Linked DNA regions of Mus musculus: all the other regions are linked to region 3. The links are chromatin contacts, called in public promoter capture Hi-C maps. All regions are on one chromosome and are shown on one strand. The core of a region is the stretch at or near the end of the contact, and the rest is flanking DNA. Distances in the headings are between cores, read along the strand shown. Region 1 holds the start of Gpr6 (G protein-coupled receptor 6). Region 2 overlaps Wasf1 (WAS protein family, member 1). Region 3 holds the start of Ddo (D-aspartate oxidase).

Region 1 (2,950 bases), core at 368-2,867, 440 kb after region 3:
GCTACCCACCACACAATAGATGGCGAAGGGCAGCCAGCTGGCCCCAAAAGTGCCTAGCACCACGGCCAAAGTTCCCACTCCCTTTCTGGTGGCTGCTAAGTGGGGCGGTGCTAGGCAATGCTGTTGCAAAGCGATCTGGTGGGCGTGGCGCCAGACCACCTGGCAGATGCGCACGTACAAGTGCAGCATGATGCCAAAGACCACGAAGAAGGAAGTAGAGAGCAACGCCACATGGCTGCGTGTCAGGGGGCGCACCACGCTGCAGGACGTGCGGTCGGCCAAGCAGTTCCAGCCTAGAACAGGCAGCAACCCCAACCCGAGGGACACTGTCCAGGTGGCTGCTAGCAAGAGGTGCACGCCCAACAGGGTCCGGCGCGAGTAGTAGGTGAGCGCGTTGTACAAAGACAGGTAACGGTCAACTGTGATAGCAAGCAGGCTGCTGACTGAGGCGGCAAAGGACGCCACCAGGAAGCCCACCATGAGCAGGCTCACAGTCTCCGAGGGCACCACGTACTGGAACACGAAGTGTAAGATGAGGCCACAGCCCGCCAACAGGTCAGCAGTGGCCAGACTACCCACGAGCACAAACATGGGCGTGCGCAGCGCGGGAGTGGACGCGATGAGCGCCACCACCAGCGCATTTTCGCCTGCGATCACAGTTCCCGACACGCACAGCAGCACATCCCAGGGATTCACTGCCGAAAGCAGTAGTCCCGAGGGCCCTGCTGGCAGCTGAGAAGACAGCTCCAGTGACCCGTTAGGTCCGCCGCCGCCTCCCAGCGCTGCGGATGCTGCTGGGGGTCCCCATTCGCCGGTGTCCGGTGCCCCTGCTGCTGTAGCCGCAGCTGCCGCTCCCTCGGCCGCTACTGCCACCACTTGGGACTCGTTGAGCGCGGCGGCGCTAGCGTTCATCGCCGCTAGATGTTGCTCCCTGCACAAAAGGGACCGCAGATTGTCAGGTGCACTGCCCAAGCTACCGATGAACTTTCCCCGCTCTAACTGCTTCACTTAAATTGCTTATCTCACCTCAGGAACACGCACGGAGCGCAGTGGGGGAAGTGGGGGAAAAGTGAGAACCCCAATAAATAAGCACCTGTTGAGTGAATGAATGAACGGAATATACGGGGTTTCTGAGCTTTGGCAGAGGTGCATAGATAGATTCCACTACGCACTAGCATGCATGAACACCCTAAAACAAATCAACCTAGAGAGTCATCTCTTTGCAAGCCTGAGCTGGGCAAAGCCGCTGTCCGCGGTCCTGAAAGAGAAGTTTGAGAGCCAGAGACCCCAGGTCTGGAACTGGGGATTGAAAGGCTAAGGGGGGAATCTGCTAAGGTGCAGTGGTCAAGCCTTGCTCCAATTCTTTGACTCCTGGACGGACTCACTCCAGGACTGCCTTTTACCCCCTCGCCTTCCCCAGAAGCTCAAAGTACCCTTAGGAGCCCGCTGCTCACCTGGGGAGTCAGGGATCCCGGGAGTCTCTGGTCATGCGCTCCGCGGCTGTGTGCCTGGCTATCCTCCCTGCGCGGTCCGAGCAGCTGCCTGCAGAAGGCTGCCCCGCGTCAAAGAGGAAAGTACTGGTCGCCTGTCGCTGAGCCACCTTCGCTGCGAGTGAGAGGCAGTGGCAGAGATGGCAGGCTGCGAGCTGCGAGCTGCGCGCCTGCCCGAGATTGACAGGCGGGGTCCGGTGACGTCAGGCTCTGGGTTCTGGTTTCAGTGCATTACTAGCCACACCCGCCAGGCCAATCCTTCTTGACATTTCCCCACCCCTCACAGAAACATTTCAGAGAGATCCAGAAGGAAGGAGAAGCCAGAGTCTCTACCAGTCCAGATACCTCCAGGAATGGGATGGGGCTGAGAGGAGAGAGAGAGAAAGGATTGAAGAGAGCCTGAGGCCAGGCGAAAGAGGGTGAGCTGGAAAAGGAAGGCGAGGGGTGAGTGACAATAAGCCACATAGCAAAGGCCAGAGCCAAGGACCACTGAAACGAAGAAGCCACGGAGAAGGGGCGGTTGGGGCATCTGTAAAGGAGAGAGAGAGAGAGAAGTTCTCTTTGTAAGAGTGTTTATAGCGTTTGTGCCACTTGGCTATAGCCAGGGAAGAAACACAGAGCCGAGAAAAAAGACAAGATAAAAGGACAAGACTGGAAACCGTTTCTTTTTCCAGAGATTTACCCGAGGAATCCTCCCCCCCCCCCACCGTCCCCGTCCCCGTCATCTTTCTGAGCCCTCCCCTGCAGGTTCCACCACTATCTGATCTCTGCCCTTCTTGCTGGTGCCCTTGCAACTGCTCTTTAACTGAAGACAAGGTCTGTGTCTTGTTAGAAAAGAAGAAAACAGCAAAATGTGATTTACTTTCCTGGCAACAGACTTTGCCCTGCTAATTACTACCTTATAAAACAAATTATAGGACCAAAATAGTGATAAGTCAGCTGCACAAGACTTCAGTAGGCACGGGTTTTATTTTCAGCCCAGATAAATCACCCTTTTGGTTCAAAGGTGTTTTGGTTTGTCAGTAAAAATGCAAGTATTTGTCTCTTTCCTTTGTAACGAGACAGAATCTCCAATAGCTGTACTTGGGCCAAAAGCTAACGCAGCTGACTCTGTAAGAGGCTCTAAAAGAAATGAATACACACTGCTATTACAAGGCTGGACTGGGGCCACTGCTGTGGCCTTCACACATTACATGAAAAAAAAGCAACATACATTGTAGGTGCTTCTTGCCTCCTCCCAGCCAGTGCATATAAAGGAGGGGGGAAAGGAAAGGAGGGAGAGAGAGAGAGAGAGAGAGAGAGAGAGAGAGAGAGAGAGAGAGAGAGACTGAGACTCAGCAGGCCCATAGTCTGGGGGAGCATAGGGATGCTTGTGTTGGCTACTTTATAGACAGGACCTCCCAAACCACCCCTGCTCCTGCCTCAGTGCACCTGAACTTACCTGGGAGATGGCTCATGCC
Region 2 (2,775 bases), core at 73-2,572, 280 kb after region 3:
TCCCATTCCAGCAGGGCAGGTACTGAGGAGGACGTCTGGGTGGCGCAGTTAATCACAGCAGGTTTCTTCTCTGAGGGAGCAAAACTTAAATCTCTGGGGCTGGCAAAAGGGACACACACACACACATGCTTAAGTACTTCGTTGCTTTTCCCCTACAGTTTATATCCCCCAAAGAAACCTTCAAGCAATATAAAAATTACAGTGTGGTTACATTGTTTTTCTTCACATGAACGATTACAATGAATACAAGTAAAAAATAGCATGTTCTCTAACACCCTTCCATGATTAAACATTGTACATATTACAGGTGAAGGACTCACATGCATTCATGTCTAAGCAGCTTAATATGGATTAACAAAATGTGAAGAAGCACGGTATTTCTCAGCCAGTTCTCTTACTGGCAGGCTGCATTTTGAAGTTTCAAAAAAAGAAGCAATCATTTTTATTATTTCTCTTAAAAAGTAATCTTACCAAAAAATCTTAAAAGACACTGGGCCAACAACCAGGCAGCACACACCAGCTGATATGAGGCCCCTGACACATATACAGCAGAGGACTGTCAGGTCTGGACTCAGTGAGAGAAGACACACCTAACCCTGAGGACTTGAGCCCCAGGGAGTTAGGAGGCCTGGGGATGGCGCTATAGGATGGGGAATGGTTCCTATGGGATGGGGAATGGTTGGGTGGCAGACCAGGAGGGGAAATGAAGTCTAAACTGTAAAAAAAAAAAAAAAAAAAAAAGATTAAAGGATTTAAATTAAAAAAAAGATAAAAAACACAGGTAAGCAATTATTTGGAAAAACTGTGATGTAAAGTTTGAGCTAATTTTGTTTCAAATAAGAAAATTATGTCTTAAGACTATTCAAAATAAAATGAAAATATCCCAGAAAAAATCCTTAAAGAATCACACACCTAAACTTATATATAAAAAGCAATCAGGGTGCACAGCTACTACTCATTGACATTTAAATCGTAGAATCAGAAAGCTGAGGGCATACACGGGTACAGGAAATTAATCATCGCCCTTGATTACCAACCCATCATTAGCAAGAAAGGTGCATCAGCCAGCGATAACCAGGCCGCCATTGTTCTTGTTCCCTGGCCTCAAGGAGCCCCTCACTCAGCTATCAAAACTATGCCTTTCTGAACTTTAAGTTGTTCCCTGAGATTTTCAACATCAAGGCCACACTACCAAAAACATCTTACCGTAACTTTACTAACAACCTTCATCTCTAAGTTCTTTCCGAGGATGATGGTGGAGTCACTGATCTGCCCCAGCAGCAGTGCTTGAGAATGGCCAGTCACTGTGATTTTATGTGCCTCTGATACTGCCCAGCGAGGGGCTGGGAGCCCCGGAGAGTTTCCTTACAGCTTGTAGATTACAAGGGACATGCTGACTGTGAGGGCACCCACTTGTGTTATATTTGGAAGCCACCTCTTCACTGTGATAAGTATCCATACATTTTCTCACTTAAAAAGAAGCCAAAGGGGCTCCCAGTTCTGTTTCCTAATGTGTAAAGCCATGAGTACTGCCTTCAGAGCCTCACGCTGGACTCTCTGAGGCACGCCCATCATGCTTATGCTAATTTGTGGGCTGTCCTCTAAAGCTTCCAAAGTTGCTTGCTGTTCCTTTTGCATGCCCTGCCCCCTTCCCCAAAATTTTTATTCTGTAAAAGACATATTTTGAGAATTAAGTATTTCAGAAGTTTTGAGTTTTTCATATTTAAGTCAATAGCAACTGACCCTGGTGAAAACTTGTCCAAAAATTTTTGGAAGTCATAAAAATGTCCACACTGGAGGAAAGTTAAATTACAATATATCCTACAAGCTTTAAAGTAGGAATTAAAATGTGTTTTTCCAGTGTTGGTGAGGGAAACTAGAATATAAATTTGAGAAAAGTAGATTGTCAGTTTTAAAAGATGTTTTGGTGTGTACACTGTGTATGTGTGCATGTAGGTCAGAGGACCTCACTGGTGTGTGTGCACCTTGTATGTGTGTGTGTGCATGTAGGTCAGAGGGCCTCACTGGTGTGTGTACTCTGTGTGTGTGTGCATGTAGGTCAGAGGGCCTCACTGGTGTGTGTATTCTGTGTATGTGTGCATGTGTGTGCATGTAGGTCAGAGGGCCTCACTGGTGTGTGCACCTTGTATGTGTGTGTGTGCATGTAGGTCAGAGGGCCTCACTGGTGTGTGTACTCTGTATGTGTGTGCATGTAGGTCAGAGGGCCTCACTGGTGTGTGTACTCTGTGTGTGTGTGTGTGTGTGTGTGTGTGTGTGTGTGTGTGTGTGCGTGTGTGCATATAGGTCAGAGGGCCTCACTGGTGTGTGTACTCTGTGTGTGTGTGTGCATGTGTGTGCATGTAGGTCAGAGGGCCTCAGATGTCAGTCCTTACCTCCCACTTTGACACAGGGCCTTGTTGTCTAGGCTTCTACATGGCCAGCAAGCCTCTAGGCATTCTCCTGCCTCCACCTCCTGTCTCACTTCAGGAGCACTGGGATTGCAGATGCACCAGCTCGAAGTGGTTTCTGGAGATGGAACCCTTTACCCTTTCACAGCCAGTGAATGATCACCTCAGCCTGAGCCGCTTAAAAGTTGTGAGAGATGAATGCCAGCACTCAGATTTCAAAGCAACATCTTTTAAACTATTGAAAATAACGTTACTGTAATGATATGGCTATATAATAGATTTGTAAAGTTTCAGTACTGGTTTACTAACCCAAGAAATACATGCTTTCTTGAAGAGTACCGTGGAATCACATAATAGGCTGGTGTCT
Region 3 (3,026 bases), core at 332-2,831:
CAGGGTTAGTGGTTTCTTTGCAGCCTTTATATCAGACTAAGCTCTCCTGAGTTCTACGAGGTACTGCAGCAAACGAATTGAACCCAGTGTGGGCAACCTAGAACCCCAAATTTGTGGTGGGACCCAAGGCACAGGGCACAACCCGAGGTTTGAGATATGCATCTGACCTTTGATAAGGGGTAAGTCTTAAGACCTGAGCCTCCAACCTGTGGTACCAGATACCATCTTCAGGTAGAAGGTGCCAGAATTGAAAGAGAATCCTGCTGAACCGGATGTGTCTGCTGGAGAGTCTGCTATATTGGTTGCTGGATGTGTGTGGAGAAAGAACCCATTCCCCTAGACACAGAACTGTTCCATTTTCTGTGACTTTGGGATTGTGGACTGAAGGGACAATGCCCTTTCTTTTCCATTTTGACACCCAGACAGCCTTGTATAAAATCGTACCTAGCTGAGCTCACCAGAGGCTCATGGCCACATGCAAAAGGAATCATCTTTCTCTCCTTTTCAGATGGGAAGACAGACTGAGACAGCCTCTGACTTGCTCAAGATAAGATAGTGAGGACCCTGCTTTGACAAAGAGGACCTCTGCTTGGCTGAGAGCATGCATAGGGAGTCTGCTACACAGAATGGCCTTTATCACACAAGAGACCATGGGCTTTTCCACATGTCTTGGAGCCTCGGTTTATATCTGTAGAATAAGGAGGATACGTCTCATTTCACAAGAGAATGGTGTTACGTGGTGATACAGTCATGGCTAAAGCGAAATCTCTTATTAGTATATTAACGTGGTTAATATTATTCTATTAAATATTATCTGGGCTGGAGAAATGGCTCAGCGATTAACACATGTAATTGCCAGCACCTTCATCAGGTGGCGCACCACCACCTATAACTCCAGCTCCAGGACATCTGGTGCCCTCTTCTGGCCTCCATGGGCACTGCGTGCATGTGAGAACAACATGCAATAGACCACAGACCAACAGACCACAGCAATTTAAATGTAAAACAAATCTTTAAGATATATTATAGCTATTGTGATACAACCAATTACGTCTCTAGAATCAAATGACTTTCAGGGAGGTTTAATGTGGGCTTTTCCTACTACTGAGCTGTGTGTGTTTCTGAGGAGGTGACACTCAGCAAATACCAGTTCCCTTCTATAAATATTTGGTTCATCCTAACTTATTTTCTGAATAAATTTTCCATCTGCCACCAGGCCGGCATCTCAGCTATCAACAACTCTGAACAATGCGGCAGGGGAAACGAGTGCTTGGTTCTAGCTGGGACTTTTTGGAAGTCAGACAGACCACCCATTTATTTGCCATGCAAACAAATCAGCCGGAGAAACTCCAGGCTGGTGGCAAGCTGAAGTTCTTGAAAGCCAGACAAAGACAGGTCATAGAGGACGAAACTTCCCCTGCAGGCTTGGCAGAGAGGCAGTTCCACAGAGCTTACACGTGCCTCTCTCCTGGGGAGTCAGAGGCAGACACTGTGGCATGGACCAATGGAGGGTAAGCTTAGAGAGAGTGTCCTTAATAATTTCCCCAATGGGAAGGAGTTTTGTTTTCCCTGTCTCTTAGGAGACCAGGCTAACAGGTCACTGGAAAACAAGTGTTGGTGCCAGGACCTCCGGTGGATACCAGACTGCTTTTTCAGAGACAGGTATTTGAATCCTCACTCTTTGCTCTAGGGTCGTTCTGTATGCACTCTGGGATTTTAGGGGTGTGTCTTGGTGGGGTTGGGGCCAGAGATTGATAGGTCACACTATATCAGGACATGCCCTATGTTTCTGGCTCTCTTTCCACTCCACTGGCAGCTGGTTATTCTTAGCCACAGATTGCTTTTCACCCTAGTGTTAACTTATTAGAGCTGTGGCGCAAGGCTGCTAGATAGGCAACTAGTAAGATCATGGCCGTCTGTCTTCTATTACCTCCTCTGGAAACAAGTCCAGGACCTCCCTCTCCCAGCCTTCCCCACTGGACTGTGTCCTGCTGGGAATCTTCTCTTGTCTTTCTTCAACCCTGGCAGTCTGACATCTCAGCTCACCTGCTCAGAAACGCACACGGCTCAGTTGGAGGAGAAGCGCACATTAAACCTCCCTGAAAAGGCTTCAAGGCTCACGGAGTGGGAGTCAAGTGGAGCTAGGGAGGAGGCAGAGAACCACTCATAGCCAGACCTCATGATGTCTGCCATGGCTAACCTCACCTGGCCTGATGCCCTGTTCACTGCCTGTTGCAAGAAGGGATTGTACCAGGGGTGGGTGGGATTTAGGCTAACAACACAAGCAGCTGGCTGAGAGAACTTTACCCCTAAGGAATGGCTATAACTAACTGGAATAATTACGTTTTGTCCACTCTCCTTAATCTGGAATTGAGCCAGATAGAGGGAGTTGGGCATGGAGCACACATAGTAAGACAAAGAAGTGAAGGCGGGCAGGAGGCTGACAGGTCAGCACCAAGTAACAGATTCCTGCTGCCTCTGCGGAGAGCGTGGAGGACACTGACATCTTTGCCCCTCTCTCTACCTTCCACACAAGATGTCAGCCTTGGGGTGCCTGGCGCAGGCGCCTGGTATCTACATTTTCCCTACATCCTCCCACAGGGGATCTATTTGGGAGACAGCCTCAGCGGCCTGCCGTTTACTACTCAAAGAGGCTAATAAGAATTCATTTGGTGCTGTCTTCAGGTGAAGGCACAGAGGCTAAAGGACCGCGGCCATTTCTTCCTGTTATGCAATCATCTGTGGCAGCCAGACATGACCTCTGTGTCTGCTCCCTAGAGTCCCGGGAGCAGAAGTCACAGCTCGGCTGCTTCCCAGGACTAGCTTACCTCCTCAGCAGTCCCTAGAATGTGCCCATAGGGAAAAAGTTAGGCAAGGGCACTATGACTAGAATTCTACCCCCGAATGCCATGTGATTAGTGCTGGTGAGCACGGCAGGCAAACCTAGGCTGATTCTGTTTTGGTAGCAATTGCCCGTAGAGAGACCTCGAAGTTCGCACTGTTATTTATGGAATGAGAGCTTAAAA

What was found. Promoter capture Hi-C pulls out the DNA fragments that hold promoters and counts their contacts.
Region 1: a promoter capture Hi-C map of stem cell-derived epiblast-like cells shows a contact between it and region 3, with 4 times the contacts expected there. The contact joins the promoter of Gpr6 here to the promoter of Ddo in region 3. A contact is called at or near these places in 15 of 39 promoter capture datasets (the 3T3-L1 cell line, HPC-7-derived erythroid cells, cranial neural crest and 9 more), 4 of 484 Hi-C or Micro-C datasets (the N1E-115 cell line, cerebral cortex, cortical neurons and 1 more), 1 of 115 datasets of contacts at active chromatin or transcription factors (embryonic stem cells) and 2 of 9 other capture datasets (embryonic stem cells and liver).
Region 2: a contact with region 3 is called in a promoter capture Hi-C map of embryonic stem cells, with 2.6 times the contacts expected there. The contact joins the enhancer-like site here to the promoter of Ddo in region 3. A contact is called at or near these places in 12 of 39 promoter capture datasets (the HPC-7 cell line, HPC-7-derived erythroid cells, the SN4741 cell line and 8 more), 1 of 484 Hi-C or Micro-C datasets (nephron progenitors), 1 of 115 datasets of contacts at active chromatin or transcription factors (embryonic stem cells) and 2 of 9 other capture datasets (adipose tissue and liver).

The regions. Positions count from the first base shown.
Region 1 is chr10:41,070,673-41,073,622 of GRCm38.p6, forward strand. Gpr6 (G protein-coupled receptor 6) reads right to left here and starts at 1,618. Exons shown (of 2, transcript NM_199058.2): 1 at 1,455-1,618; 2 at 1-931. The coding sequence starts at 912.
Region 2 is chr10:40,909,434-40,912,208 of GRCm38.p6, forward strand. All of the region lies in intron 1 of Wasf1 (WAS protein family, member 1), which reads left to right. Among named protein-coding and RNA genes, the nearest start is that of Wasf1, 27 kb to the left of the region's middle. Within about 2 kb of position 1,323, at least 16 of the 459 cell types and tissues checked have an H3K27ac peak or open chromatin away from gene starts, as enhancers often do. A contact at or near this core is called in embryonic stem cells, where this site is marked.
Region 3 is chr10:40,628,430-40,631,455 of GRCm38.p6, forward strand. Ddo (D-aspartate oxidase) reads left to right here and starts at 1,582. Exons shown (of 5, transcript NM_027442.5): 1 at 1,582-1,662.